4 separate regions of the Mus musculus genome follow, and regions 1, 2 and 4 are each linked to region 3. A link is a contact called in public promoter capture Hi-C data. All regions are on one chromosome and are shown on one strand. Each heading gives the region's core, a stretch centred on a gene start, on an enhancer-like site or on the middle of the called end of the contact. The rest is flanking DNA. Distances are from core to core; before and after follow the strand shown.

Region 1 (2,702 bases), core at 35-2,534, 4.1 Mb after region 3:
CTTTGCTATAACCCTAATAAAAATGTATTTGAGCTGGTTCTTCTCTTGGTGAGCTGGTCTACCGGTGCCCCAGTTGGGAATCCCAATGTTGACTTGCAGATGTTCATTATAATCAACAGCCAGTGCTAGGTTCCCATCCTTCTCTAGAAGAAGCATCATAAATAAAAATTTGAGTTCTCAACAGGATACTTCTCCGGATTTTCCCCTCACTCTTGTCCCACCTCAGAAGGCAACTCACCCCTGGCCGCTGCTCCATACTGGCCCCACAGTCAGCCTGCAGGTTGTAGGGTAATCTCCTTTGCTGTAGAATATGTAATCATTTGGGCCAGCCAGTTTCTGCTGGGGCTGACAGCCTCCTGTCATAAAGATGAGGAGATTCTTAGAAGCTCCCAGTACCTAGAAGTCACAGCCGAAAAGCAGTTCAAGCCACCCCTAGATTTTCAAGAGCAGGAAAATAGGTCCGCACCAAACTCAGCACCTTCATTTGCTCTTCTCTCTGCCTTCGGTTCTTCCTCTACTGATGGAACCTTAGTGGAGGCTAAGGTTAGTTAGGGGTACAGAAGAGATAGAATGATCAATCCCCCTCTACACCTTTCTCGAGTGAAAGAACCTCAAGTATCTTTTCATACCCCTAGAAGAAAATGCAATGGAGACAACGCAGCAGCGCAGCGCTGGCAGGGCTGAGAGATAGCTGCAGGAAAACCTGTTCTCACCCCCACTTCGCCTCTACTGTAAATAAACCCTGAGCCAAAGGGCTCATCCGTCTCCTTAAACAGCCAGTAAACTTTATATGACACAATATCTAATAGTAATTTATTGGGGAGATATTGTAAATTCCAACGGTTTTAGTTAATAAAGGAGCTAATTAAAGAGGGACGGGCTGTGCTCGGCCAGCTGTTGGTGATAAGATAATACATCTGGGGAGGGGTGCAGGGTGCAGAGGTGTGTATGTGCGGATATTTTTGGTGGCGCTATTTTTTTTTTTTTTTTTTTTTTTTTTTTTTTTGGTTTTGCCCCGCGTCGAGCGATCGCTTCCCCGTCTGCGTTAAGGTTTTATATGACTTTTTAAAAACCAGAATCCTACGAATAAATCTGTTCCTGCCTTTCGCTCCCCCATCTCCACCCAGGATTGGGGAAGGGGGAAGTAGAGTTGGTGCGGGGAATGTGGGTGGGGGGTTCGGTTGTCCCCACCCCTCCCCCTGGCGGTAGCGCCCACGTGAGTAGAGCGGCCAATGGGTGGCTGGTGCAGGTTTAACTATGTTTAATGTCAGATAGCAATAAAGTAGAAGCAGCCGGTCGGGCCCCGCGGAAATGGGCGAGCATAATCTCCTGAATCCTGGGTTTGTGGGGCCGCTGGTGAATATCCACACAGGAGACACCTTCTACTTCCCCAACTTCCGCGCGTCAGGGGCACAACTCCCGGGGCTGCCTTCGCTGTCCTACCCACGCCGCGACAACGTGTGCTCGCTGCCTTGGCCGTCGGCCGAGCCGTGCAATGGCTACCCACAGCCCTATCTCGGCAGTCCCGTGTCTCTCAACCCGCCTTTCGGCCGCACGTGCGAGTTGGCTCGCGTGGAGGATAGCAAGGGTTACTACCGAGAACCCTGCGCTGAGGGCGGCGGCGGGGGCCTAAAGCGGGAGGAGCGCGGGCGCGAACCCGGAGCGGGACCCGGGGCAGCGCTACTGCAGCTGGAGCCGTCGGGGCCACCTGCGCTCGGCTTCAAGTACGACTACACGGCGAGCGGCGGCGGTGGCGACGGCAGCACGGGACCCCCCCACGATCCACCCTCGTGCCAGTCACTGGAATCCGACTCCAGTTCGTCCCTACTCAACGAGGGCAATAAGAGCGCCAGCGCTGGTGACCCTGGCTCTCTGGTTTCGCCGTTGAACCCAGGCGGCGGGCTCTCAGCCAGCGGTAAGGACCCCAGCCCACTTGTGATGCTTACTCTGACAGGACGTCTTGCTAGTTTAGGCAGGGGAGGCCTGAGCTGGAACTGCCTAGGGTGACAGAATGTGTTGTGAGCTAGGGCTTCTTTTAAAAAGAAGTGTGTGTGTGGGGGGGGGACCCTATAAACATGTAAATATCCCCATAAAAGACCTGGAGAGATTTCCTTTTTCCGCTCCTAGTGGCTGTAGGGGTCAGGGAGCTCCAGAGTACAGGGATTCTGACGGGGACTTCCCCAAGCCTAAGAGTAAAGAGGTGGAGAAGGAGATTCCATTCCTATTTTTCAGGTTGCCTTTCCTTCTGCTTAGCCATAGGCCCCCGTTTCTCACAGTTCTTATTTTAAGAAACGCAATCAACATGATTTACTCTTCACCACCCGCCCACAACTTTCCTAACTGATGGGATCTGTAGTTCCAGAAGTTGTAAGGGTCAGGAAAATTTAATAATAATAATGATAATGATGGTGGTACTGGTGGGGGTGGGGGTGGGAGTAGTAGTAGTAGTAATAATAATAATAATAATAATAAAAGATAGTTTGGAAGAATTGAGGTAGGAACATAAAAAGATGTGTATACTACTATGGAAGGTAGTGTTGAGGCATAGAGTGAAAACAGGATGTTTTGGTGATGGTTTGGTGAGGATGGTCTGGGTAAACATTTTCAGGATGAGAAGCGAAAGGAATGACCTGGTCTGGGTGTGGGGCTAGGGTGAAAGGGTCTGGGAAAGGGCCCAGGGCACTGAGCTAGTCACCCCCTGA
Region 2 (2,700 bases), core at 156-2,655, 4.2 Mb after region 3:
GATCTCTGAGATGTCTCGCCGGCAGTGGGGGCTTAGGCTCAGCCCAGCTAATCCGCTGTGGTCTCTCTGGGACCTCACCCCAGCAGTCGGCCTTGCTTCGGCTCACTTGCTGGAAGATGCAGCCCTTCTTGAGAACAGGTGACGTGAAGGCGGCAAACGGGGATAGGGGAAGTATAAATGGGAAGACTAGCGCACAGAGCTTTGTGTGGGTCCTTGCTGGGGACGAGGTTAGCCCAAGTGTAGCTCAGCGGATGGCTGGACTCCGAAGGGTGTCCGGGCAGGGCACAAGAGCAGGGACAAGGTGGATTGTGTGTGAACATCGACCACAGACTGAGTAGAGTGGACTCCTGGTCTGTGGTCAGCGGCGAGCCAGGCAACCGGATGTTGAGTCTGTAGGAAGGACCTTGAGGTCTGTTGGGTGTTTGGGCTGCCGGGGGCGCGGCAACCAGGGGTATTGAGGGAGTGTGTTGTGCGCGGGGCGCGGCGGTCAGCTTGGGCGAGGCTGTAGGCCCCGCACATCTCTGCGGCTGATGGGCTGTGTCCGGGAAGACTAAACTAGGGTCGAACCAATGATTAGAGCATGAAAATAAATGCAGTTATGTGTTCCCACCTCCCCGTATACGCAGTTCTTTTTTTCTTTTCTTTCTTTCTTTTCTTTTTTTTTTCCTTTCGGAGATACCTGGATATGGTCCAGAGCAGGTTGTCCGCGGGAGGGCCCCGCGAGCGGCAGCGTGCGAGGGAGGGAGGGAGGGCGAAGGAGGGAGGGAGGGAAGGAGGGCGGGTGGCGGCGGCTGCGGTGGCCAGGGCTTCCCTCCCTGGGCGGGAGGCTGCTGCCCTGCCTCTGTGGCCGTGGGGAGCCAAGAAGCAGGTAAAGGAGGCTTTCTGAGGCGGTATTGCACCAAGCCCAAGGTACCAAGTCTTCCGGGCCTCTGCTTAAGGTTCTGGCGGGAGAGAAGGTAGGGAGATCGGCGCCCACCAGGCCTGGAAAGGAGGCCTCGGGATGTTCAACCTGTGTATGATTTCAGTCTCACACTCATGTTGTGGTCTGTCTGCATTGGGAGACGCCGCTTGCCTGTCTGTCTGAGACTTCCCAAACCCGGGCACTCCTTCCAAAGGCTCAGAAAAATTCGTCGTCGGAATGTGTACTTTCATTCATTGGATTCTCTGAAACTCGGCAGGGCTGGCTACGACAACCCAGGTTGGGAGGGAGCATTCTTCCTCTTTTCTGGATGTGTAGTCCTTTGGCTCCTTGGTCACAGGCTGAGTTTTCCGGTTCTAGGTTCGCGGGTCGCCCTGATGTTTGAAGCTAGACAGCTCCAGTCGGTTAGGGAGGGCGGGGAGGGACCCGCGGCTGTGGCTCCTTAATTGTACTTCGAGCCCTTATTGTCTCTCCTTTCGCCACCTCCGCTTCCTCAGTCTGGGCTCCAAAGTCACTGCAAATTTCCTTGCGATACATACATCACACAAAAGATCAGGTAACAACGCGCTCAGAGCCATTGAATCAGAGCACAGGGCAACCCTGGTTCTGGGGAGGCTACCTCTCCAGTCACTCCCCAGGCTGGAAAAACAGACTGTGTTGGGGGAGCCGGAAATAACCCCGTTTGCTGCGGAGCGGCAGGGCGGGGGCGCCGGCGCAAAGGCAGGCCGGGCAGGCCATGGCGTTGAGAGGGCCACGTTCACAGGCCCTGGGGGTTTCACGCTTGCGGAGCTTGGGGGCCTGGCTCTTGGTGTGGTGGCAGGGATCCCAGATACCCACCTTGGGTGGGGGTAGCACGCAGTTCTCCTCGCAGCAAGCAGGAGAACTCAGTTTCTGCTTCCAGCTCAGGCCTTAGCTAGGAGGAGTTGTGTGTGGGTGTGTTTTTCCCAACAAAGAGGGATCAGGAGAGATGGGGGGGGAACTAGAAGGGAACCAGGGAGGGGGGCGGGGAAGGCGAGAGGGCAGCGGAGGGACGAAATGAGCCCATTTCAGGGGGAGAAGGAAAATGAAAGCAAACGGAGTAGGGCCTCCTCGGTTCAGGGAGGGTGCTGAGGAGCAGAGAGCGGGCTCTCTGCCTGCGGCGGCCGGGATGGCCCGCTGGGGGCACAGAAGAAAGCCTGTTTTAAATTTAATCCGAACTTGACGGTGTGGATTGAACCGGAGGGAATTTAAATCATTAAAAGGGAGACACGCGGTAGGGGGAGGGAGGAGGATGACTCTAACCTATCTGTTTGTCTGTCCTTCCCACAGTGCTAGCTTGGCTGTTTTCTCAGTTGCCCAGGTTTGAGGTGATAGAGGTTTGCCCATCCCCCTTCAGGGGACTCCTCTCCTGTGCCCACTGGAATCTGTTGGGGGTGTAAGGTGAATACAGAATAGTCAGCTAGAACTGGGCTTTCTTCCTCCCTTTCCAGCAGTGACTCCCAGTTTCCTCAAGTCTCTCAGGTTGCCCCATTGATGCTAAGAACAATTGAAAGGAGTTGGGTAAATGAGAGAAAGTCTTAGAATAAAATAGGAGATTCAGTGGGAGTAACTGAATCCCCAAGATGAGACCTTGCTTCTTCGCATCCATGTCTTTGCCCTCCATATCTACAAGCCTAGATTTAGGGAAAACTTGAAAGTCCACTTCACAGTCCTGACCTGCTAGCTTTTAAATGTGAAACATGAGAGTCACAACCTATATGAAGGACCTGGGCCTAGTGTCCTCTGGACTCCCAGTCTCTTAT
Region 3 (2,700 bases), core at 187-2,686:
TGTATGTATGTATGTATGTATACGTGCACCTGTGTGTGCTTGGTGTCAGTGGGGCTCAGACATCACCTGATTCCCTGGAACTGGAGTTACAGGTGGCTATAAGCCACCACTTGGGTGCTGAGAACAGAGTCCGGGGCCTCTGGCAGAGCAGTCAGTGCTTTTAGCCACTGAGCCATCTCTCATTCCCCCCAATTATGTTCATCTTGAGTTGGGCAGGTACGGTGGCGGAATAGGCCTGTAATCCCAGCAGTCACTGGACCATCATGGGTTCTACATATTAAACCTTTATGTTAGGTAGGGTCACACAGCAAGATCCGGTCACAAAACCAGCAACAACAAAACCAAAAGGAGCCAGCTTCTTCCCACAAGCATTCTTTCCCTCAGGTCTTCAGCTCCATCTGACAGCTACTCGGCTGGTGGTCCTATCCTTTCTGAGCCTAGTTGCCAGAGAAACAAGCCCGGTTCATCTTCATGACTAGCACATCTAATGATAAGCACAGGTTGACTCAAGGTGCCATAGGGTGACACTAGGTACCCAGAGCGACAGAATGACACCTATGAGTGCACGTCGTTAATCACAAACACACACACACACACACACACACACACACACACACACTCATGCACCCACCTGCAAACACAATTGCAGCCTTCTGGACGTCTCCTGTCACAGCCCCACCTCCTTCCTGATACACTGCGTTAAGTGGTGACTGTAACAAAATGACTTCATGCTCTCCCTGTCCTGAGCCAAATTACACAATTATTTGGAAAGGGCTCAAAATGTTCTTCGTTAGAAGTTTCTGGATACACCAATACACAGGAGCGTGCACCCTCAGAACACATGTACACTTTGACTTAATCTCACGGGTGACACACCGACGCTTACACTCCCCCTAGCCCACAGAGGCAAACTGCTGGGCGCTTCTGAGTTTCTCACTGCCACCAGCTCGGTTTGCTCAGCCTACCCCTACACCCCACGCCCGGGAATCCCTGACCACAGCTCCACCCATGCTCTGTCTCCTTCTTTTCCTTCTCTGTCCAGCCGTCGGGGTTCCTGGGTGAGGAAGTGTCTCCACGGAGTCGCTGGCTAGAACCACAACTTTCATCCTGCCATTCAGAATAGGGAAGAGAAGAGACCACAGCGTAGGGGGGACAGAGGAGACGGACTTCGAGAGGACAGCCCCACCGGCGCGTGTGGGGGAGGCAATCCAGGCTGCAAACAGGTTGTCCCCAGCGCATTGTCTCCGCGCCCCCTGGCGGATGCTGGTCCCCGACGGGCTCCGGACGCGCAGAAGAGTGAGGCCGGCGCGCGTGGGAGGCCATCCCAAGGGGAGGGGTCGGCGGCCAGTGCAGACCTGGAGGCGGGGGCCACCAGGCAGGGGGCGGGGGTGAGCCCCGACGGTTAGCCTGTCAGCTCTTTGCTCAGACCGGCAAGAGCCACAGCTTCGCTCGCCACTCATTGTCTGTGGCCCTGACCAGTGCGCCCTGGTGCTTTTAGTGCCGCCCGGGCCCGGAGGGGCAGCCTCTTCTCACTGCAGTCAGCGCCGCAACTATAAGAGGCCTATAAGAGGCGGTGCCTCCCGCAGTGGCTGCTTCAGCCCAGCAGCCAGGACAGCGAACCATGCTGCCTGCGGCCCGCCTCCAGACTTATTAGAGCCAGCCTGGGAACTCGCATCACTGCCCTCACCGCTGTGTCCAGTCCCACCGTCGCGGACAGCAACCACAGTCGTCAGAACCGCAGCACAGAACCAGCAAGGCCAGGCAGGCCATGGGGCTCTGGGCGCTGCTGCCCAGCTGGGTTTCTACTACGTTGCTACTGGCACTGACCGCTCTGCCCGCAGCCCTGGCTGCCAACAGTAGTGGCCGATGGTGGTAAGTGAGCTAGTACGGGGTCCGCCACTTGTCCTGGGGCAAAGAGCCAGGCACGGGCCTTACCCAGCTCCCACGCTGTGGGGATCACCAACCTACAGACCCCCCTCGTGCATTGTGACTTCACATCCAGGGTGCTCACACCTAGAACTAGCTCTGCTGAAGTGGGGGCACATCATTGGCATGCAGAAGCCCAGATACACCAGGCTCAGAGACCATTCCCATTTAATACGACCCCGTTTCTGCTGAGCAACAGGTCCCAACCTCGCTGTGGTGGGTGCTCAGGTGTCCCTTAGGTCTTGAACCAAAAAAAAAAAAAAAAAAAAAAAAAAAACCAGATATTAGCTTTGAGGTGAGGGAGTGGAATTCCTAAGTTTTTCAAGGTGGGCAAGGCTGCAGGTGGGGTTTCTCCTCGGGGGCTGACTTGAAGAAAGGAAGAGCTAAGGTAGCCATGCCTTTTCTGTCCACTCACTAGACTCTGGAGCTCAGGGCCAGGCAAGGATAGGGTGGTACAGCCTGTATGGTTAGGATGCAGGTCCCCTCCCCTGGACTGAACCCTTATGCATCCCGCCAGGGGCATCGTGAACATAGCCTCCTCCACGAACCTGTTGACGGATTCCAAGAGTCTGCAGCTGGTGCTCGAGCCCAGTCTGCAGCTGCTGAGCCGCAAGCAGCGGCGACTGATCCGACAGAACCCGGGGATCCTGCACAGCGTGAGTGGAGGGCTCCAGAGCGCTGTGCGAGAGTGCAAATGGCAATTCCGAAACCGCCGCTGGAACTGCCCCACTGCTCCGGGGCCCCACCTCTTCGGCAAGATCGTCAACCGAGGTG
Region 4 (2,700 bases), core at 165-2,664, 4.2 Mb after region 3:
GGGCACCATGGATCCAGCCCAGAACATTTCCATAAAGTTATATTCAGATGCCCAGATGTATGTTGTAATAGCCAAAGGGACTGGAGGTTTAAGGAGTCATTGAGTATTCCCCTATGGACACAGCGGTCCAGCAAGGAGGGTTTATAGACTTGGAGAAGGGCAGGGTTGGACTGAGATGTAGAGAAGAAATAGGAGTGAAAGAGGCTGGGGACTTCAGGCCCTACCCTGCCTACTTTTTGATTGGTATTAGAGATAGACACCTCTACCCACCTAAGCTCCCCAAATCATTAAAAAAAAAAAAACCTCTCCAAATGTAGTTCCCTTAGCATACATCCTGCCTGGACCTTATTGCCAGCCTTCTTTTCAGCCTATTAGCTGAAGCTGAGCTCCCAACCCGAAGGGCCCCAGATAGAGAAGATAGATGACTCTCACTCTAAATCTTTTTCTTTGGGGTTTGGGATTTTAAAATCCACAGTGAATGTAGCTTTCTGCACATTGATTGACAATAAAGGCAGGCATGAAATATTCACCCAGGGCCACTCTCTCATACTAAATATTTAACACAACATTAGAGAAGGTTTTTCCCAGACTTCGCCAGGCACCGGCTGGGCGGCTGGCGCACTGCTCACCACTGGTTTATGACTAATAGGAGTCCCTAGCCAGCGGCAGCACAGCAAGCTAGACAAAGTTGGGACACTGGCTCATAGCTGGGCTGCCTCACCTTTGGGAAACTTCAGATACTCTTCCTGGGAGCCTGTCCTATAAGGGAGCGCACCTTATTCTGGTCAGGAAAGTAATATAAAGGACTTCTTATGAACAAGCTCTGATTCTTCAGGTAGAGGGTTAAGAGTCCCTGAAACTTGTTGGGAAGCATCCAATATTTCCGGGGAAATCAGGCAGGAAAAGACCCTTTCTTTTACCCCCCGCCCCCCAGCTTGTCATAAGGAGGGGACCAAGACCCCGAAACGGAAAACCCTTCTCCTTCCCCCAATCCTAGGGGGGAAAAGAACAGCAGTTAAAAAAAAATACAATTACCCCCTCCCAGCCACCGCCCCCGCCCATCCCACCGCCCACCCCACCCCAACCCTCTCTCTCTCTCCTCCTTTTCTCGCTCTGTGGAATGGAGAGGAGGGGAGTGACGAGAGAAAAACGAATACAAATCTGCAATTGATTTTCATAATGTTTCTGCGGTGTTTGCAAACCAATCGCCTGAACGTCCCCGATCTTACCTAAGAGAGAACCCCTCCTACGTCTGCGAAGTGCTCCGAACTGATATATGACAATATCTACTTTGGATCACGTGCTCGGGGAGAGAGACTAAGACGGATAACGCGTCATCTCGCCTTCCCAAAATTTCCCCCCTCGCTAGATCGGGTCCAAAACCTCCAGCCGGAGGAGGCAGGAGAAGAGAACGATGTTTAACTCGGTCAACCTGGGCAACTTCTGCTCGCCTTCGCGCAAGGAGAGGGGCGCTGACTTCGGCGAACGAGGGAGCTGCACCTCCAACCTCTATCTGCCCAGTTGCACTTACTACGTGCCTGAGTTCTCCACCGTCTCTTCCTTCCTACCCCAGGCTCCCTCTCGTCAGATTTCTTATCCCTACTCAGCCCAAGTGCCCCCGGTCCGGGAGGTCTCCTACGGCCTGGAACCGTCCGGGAAGTGGCACCATCGGAACAGCTACTCGTCTTGTTATGCGGCGGCCGACGAGCTTATGCACCGGGAGTGCCTGCCTCCTTCCACAGTCACTGAGATCCTCATGAAAAATGAAGGCTCCTACGGCGGCCACCACCACCCCAGCGCCCCGCACGCGGCCCCCGCCGGCTTCTACTCCTCAGTCAACAAGAACAGCGTCTTGCCCCAAGCTTTCGACCGCTTCTTCGACAACGCCTACTGCGGTGGGGGAGATGCGCCCGCCGAGCCCCCCTGCTCCGGCAAGGGCGAGGCCAAGGGGGAGCCTGAGGCGCCCCCCGCCTCGGGACTTGCGTCCCGGGCAGAGGCCGGTGCTGAGGCCGAGGCCGAGGAGGAGAACACGAATCCCAGCTCGTCCGGTTCTTCCCACTCGGCGACCAAGGAGCCGGCCAAGGGAGCCGCCCCCAGTAGGTAGCAGCGGCCGGGAACCCGAGGGCAGCGAGGGAGGGAGCGGAGAGGGAGGGCTGGAGTAGTGGGGGGGGGCAGGGGAGCGCGGACAGCCTCGTGTTTTGGGTCAGTCTGATTTTATGTGGAGTTTTATAAGCATTCAAAGGATTTTATTATAACCTACAAAGCCCTCTCTCCCAACGACTCGACTTTTTACGATGGAGAAGGGGTGGGGAGGGAGGGAAAGGGGCTCTTTGGAAAAGCCGGGTGAGCCCCCCTCCTCCGTTATCTCCCTCGGTCTGTGAAATTTTTAAAAGTGCCACCATTGCGGGCGATATTAACTTTGATCGTGAACTTAGAGGAGCGTTTAAGAAAGGATGGGGAGTCGGACTGCTGGGGGGTTGGGAGGGAGGGGAGGGGTGGAGGGGGAAAGGGGAGGGCGAGGGACAGACTGGGAGAAATCCAGAGAAGGGGAGAGGTAAGGAACAGAAGCGACGCGGCAGAACTGGAGTCCAGGGAAGCTCTCCAAGGCCGCTCCTCTTCTTTTTAAAACGACTTTTAAAAATGTTCAAATTACGTGTTCGCGGGTCTTTGAGAAGAAACCGGGGCAAGCCGGGGTTTGGC

Evidence for each region. Promoter capture Hi-C pulls out the DNA fragments that hold promoters and counts their contacts.
Region 1: a contact with region 3 is called in a promoter capture Hi-C map of embryonic stem cells. The contact joins the promoter of Hoxc12 here to the promoter of Wnt1 in region 3. A contact is called at or near these places in 3 of 39 promoter capture datasets (cranial neural crest, embryonic stem cells and maxillary cranial neural crest) and 2 of 484 Hi-C or Micro-C datasets (embryonic ectoderm and epiblasts).
Region 2: a contact with region 3 is called in a promoter capture Hi-C map of embryonic stem cells. The contact joins the promoter of Hoxc9 here to the promoter of Wnt1 in region 3. A contact is called at or near these places in 3 of 39 promoter capture datasets (embryonic stem cells, maxillary cranial neural crest and second pharyngeal arch cranial neural crest).
Region 4: a contact with region 3 is called in a promoter capture Hi-C map of embryonic stem cells. The contact joins the promoter of Hoxc11 here to the promoter of Wnt1 in region 3. A contact is called at or near these places in 3 of 39 promoter capture datasets (cranial neural crest, embryonic stem cells and maxillary cranial neural crest) and 6 of 484 Hi-C or Micro-C datasets (embryonic stem cells, epiblasts and stem cell-derived epiblast-like cells).

The regions. Positions count from the first base shown.
Region 1 is chr15:102,935,542-102,938,243 of GRCm38.p6, forward strand. Hoxc12 (homeobox C12) reads left to right here and starts at 1,285. Exons shown (of 2, transcript NM_010463.2): 1 at 1,285-1,915. The coding sequence starts at 1,312.
Region 2 is chr15:102,975,627-102,978,326 of GRCm38.p6, forward strand. It overlaps Hoxc9 (homeobox C9), which reads left to right and starts at 1,406. Exons shown (of 3, transcript NM_008272.3): 1 at 1,406-1,475.
Region 3 is chr15:98,788,421-98,791,120 of GRCm38.p6, forward strand. It overlaps Wnt1 (wingless-type MMTV integration site family, member 1), which reads left to right and starts at 1,437. Exons shown (of 4, transcript NM_021279.4): 1 at 1,437-1,872; 2 at 2,444-2,697. The coding sequence starts at 1,769.
Region 4 is chr15:102,953,112-102,955,811 of GRCm38.p6, forward strand. Hoxc11 (homeobox C11) reads left to right here and starts at 1,415. Exons shown (of 2, transcript NM_001024842.1): 1 at 1,415-2,096. The coding sequence starts at 1,415.